Linked DNA regions of Mus musculus: region 1 is linked to region 2. The links are chromatin contacts, called in public HiChIP or PLAC-seq maps. All regions are on one chromosome and are shown on one strand. Each heading gives the region's core, a stretch centred on a gene start, on an enhancer-like site or on the middle of the called end of the contact. The rest is flanking DNA. Distances are from core to core; before and after follow the strand shown. Region 1 overlaps Cdyl (chromodomain protein, Y chromosome-like). Region 2 has its middle 32 kb from the start of Gm22674.

Region 1 (4,401 bases), core at 1,611-4,110, 500 kb after region 2:
ACTTTGCATTGCTGTTATTAAAATGAAATATGGGGCTGGAGATGGCTCAGCAGGTAAGGGCACTGCTTTTCCAAGGAACCAGGTTCAATTGCCAGCACCTCTATCAGGTGGCTCACAAATGCCTGTGACTCCACTTCCAGGCGATCTTTTGGCCTTTGTGAGTATCTGCATACATGTAGAACACATGCATACACGTAGGCACACATAAAACATTTAAAGAAAACCTTTAAAATGTATTTTATGTTTTCATTTTTGAACAAGATGTGTGGGAAGGCATGCTTTTTCCAATACAGTGTCAAGTAGCTGAAGTCAGCCGTAGTCTCTTGCAGAGTGCCTTCATCTGTGTATGATTTCCAATGTAATCGTTCCTGCTGAATTCAGTTTTCTAGATGATCCTTTCCCATCATTTGTTTGGAAAAGCCTAAAACTGTTGATTGCAGGCTATGAACATTTCTTTTTGTCAGTAATTTACTGTTAGAACTTCACTGCATCAAGTAGATGCACACTGGAGCCTTTTCTAATTTACCGTGGGACTAATCTCAAGAGAGAACTAGGGGACACCCCTCCTCCATTCTTTGTAAAAAAAATAGTGACATATCTCATGTGCATTGTTCAACTCTGGGACTCTGTGGGGATTTATGGGGACTGCTGAAGTTGATGTTAGTTGTAGCGTACTTGGACTTCACTGGCTTTCCTAGCATGATCTAACAGCGCCGAAGCACAGATCTGCCAAGGTAGGCACATGCATGACTTAAGGTGGTGGGACTTTGGGGTCTTGGGTCATGAGCCTTGGGAGAGCATAAAGTGTGAGGTGAATTTATGCAAAGGTATGTGTTGGAATGAACTGCCTAGAAGGTCTTCTTCAGAGCTTTGGCATATAGGTGGTAAAGTTAAAGTCATTTTTATGGTCTGTGTTGTACAGTTTTCTCCCAAGCCATTGCTCTGTATTCCATAGACCTGGGGAGGGTTGCTATGAGACGTTTTGAAATGGTCCGGGAAGGTGAGCCGTGTTAGTGGCTTGGTGGGGCCTGTGATCTCCTGCTGCTTGTATGTGTGTTCCCAAGCTTGTTATAAGAAGCAGGATCCTGTGCATTGTCTTCTAGGACAATCCTTAACTGGAAGAAGTATGAGCTGATTTGGTGATGTGTGAGCGAGGTTTGAAATGGCCAGAGCATCTTTTGTCAGTGATTGTCTCCAGTGCTTTAGAGCGTTCAGGCGGCCTAGCTTCCTGCTGGTTGCTCAGGGGTGCTGTGTGCCCCAACTCAGCCCCTGCTTAGAGAGCCATGGTCAGTGGCAGCAGCTAGCACAGAATGCTTGTAGCACAGTCAGTGCTTGTAGCACAGTCAGTGCTTGCTTCTGAGGGCTCGCTGCCTTACCCGGGAACAAAGCTGTCAGGAAGCTGTGTCTTCCAGAGTGCTGTAGTTTGCCTCAGAACTGTCCTCCAGAGGCCTGCTTCTTAAAGGCTTGATAGATCACGAACCTGTGGCCTTATTGGAAAGTGCTGGGCCCTTTAGAATGGGGTGGCGTGGGTGTGGTTGGAGGAAAACTTGATCCCTGGGGGCTGTCTTGGAAGGAACTATTAGGATTCTGGCCACCCCCACCCCCACCCCCCTCTGCTTTCTAACCACCATGAAGTGAGCAGCTAGTTCTACTTCAGGTTTCACCGTCTCACCACAGGCTCTAGATGCAATCCTGTTTATGTCCACCGTGGTCATCTGCCTTGGGTACTGACAGGCTCCCTTGTCTGAGTTTTCTTGTTCCTGGGTCCTGTCTCTGACTTGACTTGATTCCCCACCAGGCCTTCTGCTCTAACTCTCAACTTTGGCTCTGCACTTACTGTCTTGCAGAGCTCTGGACCAGAACACAGGGGCCTAACTCCCACTTTATTTACCTATGTTTTTATCTGTGTGTTCTAAGAGTTTCCTTTTTCTATGAAGTACAGTGTAAGCAGCTGAGCTCAAACTGACTGCCGTTGTCTTCTGACTGGTATATACTCCCCCCTGATTCGAAGATATCCAGATAATGCTTTGAGCCTAAAGAAGAGGTGATCACATGAGTGTGTGTGTGTGTGTGTGTGTGTGTGTGTGTGTATGTGTGTGTGTGTGTGTGTATGTGTGTGCGCGCGCTCACAAAAGTGTGTGGGGGTGTAGTTCACTAGCAGATGATTTGTGCTTTTCCTCTCAGACTGTAACAGAGAATGCCGTAGCATCTGTAGTTGGATACCCAAAATGGACAGTTTTCATCCCTCTCTCTGTTGTGCTTCTTCCTGTTCATGCTGTTTGGCTCTACTTGGCCCGAAGAAGGCTCAAGTACCTATTAGGAGTTGTCAAAAGCTTTTAAGAAGTGGGGCCTAATGGGAGGTCCTTAGGTCACTGTGGGGCATGTTCTTCACAGGGATAGTGAGAACCTGTGTTCTCTTGCCTCCTAGCTGGTAGGTGAACAATTGTCTTTCAGCGCGTGCTCCCTGCCACAGCCTGAAGCAAATCAGCTGTGGGCCGAAAGTAAATCTTAATTCTGTAAGCGATTCTCTCAGGCATTGCGCCACAGGAATGGAAAGCCGTGATCCACACATCCATACCTGTGTTGTCTTAATTTATAAATTAGGCATGGTAAGAGAGTAGGCAATATTCTCTAGCGAGTTTTATGGCTGTGTGCTCCCTTGTTGGCATATGCACCCTGTCAGAGTGCCTGTTTGTAGTGGTACAGTTTCACTTGAAGGAGTATTTTATATCTCTGTTTGACACGTCTTAATTCCTAATCTCTGGGGCCATTATGTAAAATACGAGTTCCTTAACTGTGAGCCCTGTGGTAACTGATAGTTTTACAGCCCAGATGGCTATCAGGTGACTAATGGTGGGTAGTATATACAGTCAGGATACATTTTATGGGGGCTGATGGGCACACGCAGGCTTCTGTGGGGTTGCATCATGCTGTCACTGTGGTGTGGAGTTAGTTCTGCTCTCTTGTTCTTTTTTACCACTCCCCTATCTACCTCAGAAAGATCTTCAGATTAGCATGTCACTAAGGTTCTACTCCTACATGCCTTCTGAGTGTGGTTTGGTTAAATGGATGAATACATATCTGTCAATTCCTTCCTGAGTAGCTTCAGATTTATAGTGGTTATGCAGAATAAAACTTAAAATGTCACAGAATACATTTCTTTTTTGTTTGGTTGGTTGTTTTTTTGTTTGTTTGGTTGGTTTTTTTTGAAACTTTGTTTACTCTCTGTGTAGCCCTGGCTGTCTTGGAACTTACTCTGTAGATCAGGCTAGCTTCAAACTCAGATCTGTCTGCCTGTGCCTCACAAGTGCCGGGATTAAAGATGTACGCCATCACCACCTGGGCTGCAATTAAAAAATTGTTTTAAATTGTACGGGTGCGTCACGTGTGCACTTAGTTGCACGTGTCATGATGTACAGAGGTCAGAAGATAACTTGGTGGAGTCTGTTCTCTCCTTTAGGGATAGCATTGATGTGGATTTCTTCGCTTCCACTTTGACGTTGATTCTAGGGTTCAAGCCCAGGTCTGCCAGGCTTATGTGGCAAGCACCTTTACCTACTGGACCATTTTGCTGGTCCCGAAAATGAGACCTTGTTGAGATAGATGTTCTCATGTTGGTAGGAGGGAATCAGATGTTAACCGTTAGAGCTCGGTAGCTGTAGGGACACCCAGTAAGTACTCCCTCCCCTGTTGTGAGAAGGCAGGCCCCAGGGGGGAAAGGAGCACTGGGTCAGCGTGGTGGTCAGCGTGGTGGTAGGGAGCAGCTGTTCTAACATTTTTCAGAGTCACAATTTCACTAAAGGGGAGGGTGAAGCCTTGGGAGCTCGCCTTGGGGCTTCTGTGGCTTACTCTGCCGCAGTGGAGGGTTGTGGGTGACCTGAGAGGCTGCTTCAGTAGTGGGTCAGGACTCTCCCCACTACTGGGGTGAAGCACAGTAACCCTGTGTGTACCCTCTGATAAGACCAAAGATTGGACCGCCCCCCTGCGTTCCCCAGCTCTTGCTCTAGGTAATGGGTGGAGAGTAAAGATAGGATGGAAATACGCATCCGTTTTCTGGGGGGTTGGGACTGCAGTCCTCCGCTCTGACATGGGAGGTCACATCTGAGTGTGGCCCTCATTTACCTGTGCATGACAGCAACCGTCCTTGCCTTGCCCATTATTAGCGATGTTCTTCAGGGATCCAGGGTCTAGCCGATTTGCCCTTTGGACTGGCCAGTGGCCACAACCCCTTCTGTAATGTGCCATGAGCCAGTCTCTCCATGTCCATGTAGCTGGAGCTGCTGTTCCCACAGTCTCTGGGTGCTTCTGCATTATTCCAGGGATTGCCCAGTGGGATGGCTTCATGTAGTGGACTCCTTGGGGGGTCGTATGTTCAGATAACCTGTATATCAGATACTTACG
Region 2 (3,998 bases), core at 96-2,595:
CTCCCTTTTGATTCACTATATTATATAATTATTTCTCTAATGTACATATCCCTTCTCATAATGACTCTGATTTTAATCATATTCATGCACAGTTATGCATAGGCATGAGATGGTAAATAGGAGATTCTTCTTAAAATGTTACTTAAAGGACATAGCTTTGTCTTGCTGTGCATGCACCCCAAACTAAATCAAAACCGATCAACCCTTCTGTTATTCAGACCTAGATACGTTTGGAATACCCTCAAATAGAAACTATTTAAACTTGGTTGTTACCATGGGTGGAGAAACTCATAGCATTGTTCAACAATGGCAATGGGGAGACTAGGAGTTCTGAGGTTGCTAGGTGCACTGTTTGGAGAAGGGTTTGTGTGCATGGTATGTAAAGGAGAAGGTAGGTTGCATAGCACGTTATTACAAGATGTGTAATACCATATTAATACAAGGTATGTGTGTGTGTGTGTGTTCATAAAACCCCAAACCAAATGGAGATCCCAAGTTAAACTATCTCCCATGCTTGCCTGTTTCACCTTGGCTGCTACACACCATTTGGGTCCACTGTCACTTGTGCGTGCAAGACAGCTCTGGGTAGGTAAATGTAGTTGACACTGGTATCATCTGCCACAACTACTTTGTCCACACTCTCCTTCTGATTGGAATCCTGATCTTGTTATCTGTCTTCTGCATTTTACCAAATGCCCTAGCCCCAGGATTCTAAGAACTCTTGTCTGACTGTGGTCTCCTCCAGGGGCTGCTTAGACTATGGCTTCCCAAAGAACAAACTCCAGACAGACACCTGAGAAATGCTACTGCTGACTTCTGGGAAAGGTCTTCGATGTATGCCTGGCCCTGTAGCCGCTCAGTTATTGCAGCCTACCTTGCCACTAGACTGTGGTTGAAGCCAATACTGCCATGGTGAGATAGGAAGAACCTGGCTTGTTTTGATACTGCTCCTCTTCTGCATTAAGCAGTCTTCAGAACCTATTATGGAGTGAGAGAGAAAATTTGCTTTATACAGGGCTGTGGGAGACAGGGATTTCTACTAGTTGCTGACAACTAAGTCAGAAATTCAACACACTGCATTAGAGACCCTCTTTCCACTAATAGTTTAGTGAAATAAGACTCGGCCAGAAGCAAGATGGGAGCTCCCCAAAGCTGCTTTAGGTCCCTGTCTTCTGGCTTGCCTGTTTGTGTGAGACATGCACATCTGGCACTGCGGCATAATTTCCACATTCATATGTTAATGGTATTTGGAAATAGGACCTTTGAAAAAGCAGAACCCTCCAGAATGGGCTAATCTATTCATAGACTTATAAATTATTAGATTAGTGGCCATCTCGGAAGAGACTTGGTTGTAAGCTGAGTTCCCCATAGCTTCCTGCTCTGCCTCACCAAAAGATGCCTCCACAACACCACACTGTTGAAATTTTGAGAAAGTTACCTTATTCTCCTTATAAATTACCCAGTGTCGTCATAAGTTACACCGATTATGAACTACAAAGACATTTGTTTAAAAAGAGGCCACAGAACATGTATACTGATAGACTTGGGTTTAACTGTTCATTGAATCATACTTCCTCTTCTTAAATCTGTTTTTTTTTTCCCTCAAGAAGCAACTTTCTCCCATTTAAAGCCCCTATCTTAGTTACATTTTTATTGATCTGTAAAAATACCATACCAAGGCAACTTATAACAGAAAATGTTTAATTTGGTGCTTACAGTTTCAGAGTGTTAGAGTCTTTAGCAATCATGGACGGCAGGCAGGCATGGTGCTGGAGCAGTAGCTGAGAGCTCCTATCATGAGAGATAGCTCTAGGGGTGGGAGGTGGGTGGAGGATTCTATTTAAATGGTACAAATCTTGAAACCCCAAAGTCTGACCTCAGTAACAAACCTCCTCCAACAAGGGTACACCTCCTAATACTTCTTAACTAGTTCCACTAATTGGGGGAGGAGGCAAGTATATGAGCCTATGGGGGTCATTTTCATTCAAACTACAACTTCCACTCCCTGGAACATACCATAATATGAAATGTGTTTAGTTCAAGTTTAAGAGTCACTATAATCTTTCAGTCTCCAAAGTTATTTTCTGAGATTAAAGAAATGAGTTAATTGCAAACCCTGGTAAAATAGAAATTAGAAGCAGATCACATTATTTCTAACATACAGTGGCAAAGAATCTACATTATCAAAATGGGGGAGCGAGGATGTAGTGAAGAAATACTGGAAAAGGCAAGATGAAAATGCAGAGTGTCAAACTCTAAATCCTTTGCTCCATGTCTGATGTTAGAGGTTGTTCTTCCCTTCCAGCTTTGCTGCCTACCACACACTTGGGATCTCTCTTGGGCTGGTCCAATTACTGTCTGCAGCTCTCCTGGGCAGTTGTTCCATGACTCTGGCATCTCCAACATCTTGAGATCTACAGTGCAATCCAGGTTTCACTTTCACAGCTTCATGCAATAGTCTCTCGGGGCCTCTGGGTAGGGAGTTCCCTACCATACACCTGGCCTCAGCTGCTGTGCACACCTGCAGACAATTCCAGTCCTCCACTTGGGTATTCTTCATAATTCTAAAGCAAAAACCACGCAGGCAACATTGTCATATTTGACTACCCACTTGGAGACTGGCCCCTCCTCCAATTACATTTGCATAATCTTTCCTTTGTAATTGCTTCCTATAATTAATTAATTAATTAACTAATTAATTAATTGATCAATTCACTTTACATCCCAATATCAGCCTCCCATTTCCTTCCAGACCCCCCTGTCACAGCTTCTTTCCCCATCCCTCATCCCATTCTCCTCTGAGGAGGGGGAACCCTCTCTGGACATCACACGCGCGCGCGCACACACACACACACACACACACACACACAGGGTCCAGGTTAGTTGACTCTGTTGGTCTTCCTGTGGAGTCTGTGGAGTCCTTGTCTGGTCCCTCAATCCTTTCCCCAACTCTTGCATAGGACTCCCCAAACTTCATATAATGTTTGGTTGGGAGTCTTTGCATCGGTTTCCATCAGCTGCTGGGTGGAGAATCTCAAAGGACAGTTATGCTAGACTCCTGTCTGCAAACTTAACAGAGTATCATTAATCGTCTCAGGGATTGGTTCTTGCCCTTGGGGTGGGCCTCAATTTGGGTTAGTCATTGGCTTGCCATTCCCCCCGTTTCTGCTTTATTTTTCTCCGTGCACATTTTGTAAGGAGGGCACATGTTAGGTCACAGGTTTTATCAGTGAGTTGCTGTCCTTATCACTACACTGAGAGTCCTTCCTAGCTATAGGAAGTGCCCATTTCAGGATCTATATTCCCCACTGCTAGAAGTCTCAGCTAAACTCATCCCCCCTCAGCTTGCCAAGGTCTCTGCCACCTTCTAGAGACACCTCCAACCGCCCACCACTGATTTTGCTTTACCTCCCATGCTTCCCTTACACCTGTTTCCCTGCTTCACTCCCTTTCCCGTCCCCTCTCCCAACCAGTTCCCTCCATCCCTCAACCTTCAATATCTATTTGATTTCCCCTCTGATAAAGATTCAACCAGTCTCCCTTGGGCCTTTCTTGTTATTTGAGGTCTTTGGGTCTGTGGATTGTAACGTGGTTATCCTGTCCTTTATGGCTAATATCTACTTATAAGTGAGTACATACAAGCTCTCACACCAGTAGCCCATTAACACTGGTTGAAACATTGCTTACAGTGTTCAGATGCTTTCCTACTTCAAAGTCCCAAAGGCTTCTACATTCCAAAACACAAGGTTGGCAATACCCCACTCCTGGCTGGGTATTGCTGTCTTAGTTGCCTCTTTTTTCCCCCATGTAATAAAACATCATGACCAAGAAAATTTGTATAACAATGTGTTTAATTTGAGACTTAGCATTTCAGAGTGCTAGAGTCCATGACCATTATGGAGAGGTGCGTAGCAACTGGCATGGTGCTGAGAAATAGCTGAGAGTTCACATCTTGATATACAATTATGAGGCAAAGAGAAAGAGAGAAGTCCAAATGA

Evidence for each region. HiChIP or PLAC-seq counts read pairs in DNA pulled down with a chosen protein or histone mark.
Region 1: an H3K27ac HiChIP or PLAC-seq map of acute myeloid leukemia shows a contact between it and region 2, with 6 times the contacts expected there. The contact joins two enhancer-like sites. A contact is called at or near these places in 5 of 115 datasets of contacts at active chromatin or transcription factors (acute myeloid leukemia, bone marrow-derived macrophages, embryonic stem cells and 1 more) and 1 of 9 other capture datasets (adipose tissue).

The regions. Positions count from the first base shown.
Region 1 is chr13:35,753,196-35,757,596 of GRCm38.p6, forward strand. All of the region lies in intron 3 of Cdyl (chromodomain protein, Y chromosome-like), which reads left to right. Among named protein-coding and RNA genes, the nearest start is that of Cdyl, 96 kb to the left of the region's middle. Within about 2 kb of position 2,861, at least 48 of the 459 cell types and tissues checked have an H3K27ac peak or open chromatin away from gene starts, as enhancers often do. A contact at or near this core is called in acute myeloid leukemia, where this site is marked.
Region 2 is chr13:35,259,021-35,263,018 of GRCm38.p6, forward strand. No RefSeq gene overlaps it. Among named protein-coding and RNA genes, the nearest start is that of Gm22674, 32 kb to the right of the region's middle. Within about 2 kb of position 1,346, at least 4 of the 459 cell types and tissues checked have an H3K27ac peak or open chromatin away from gene starts, as enhancers often do. A contact at or near this core is called in acute myeloid leukemia, where this site is marked.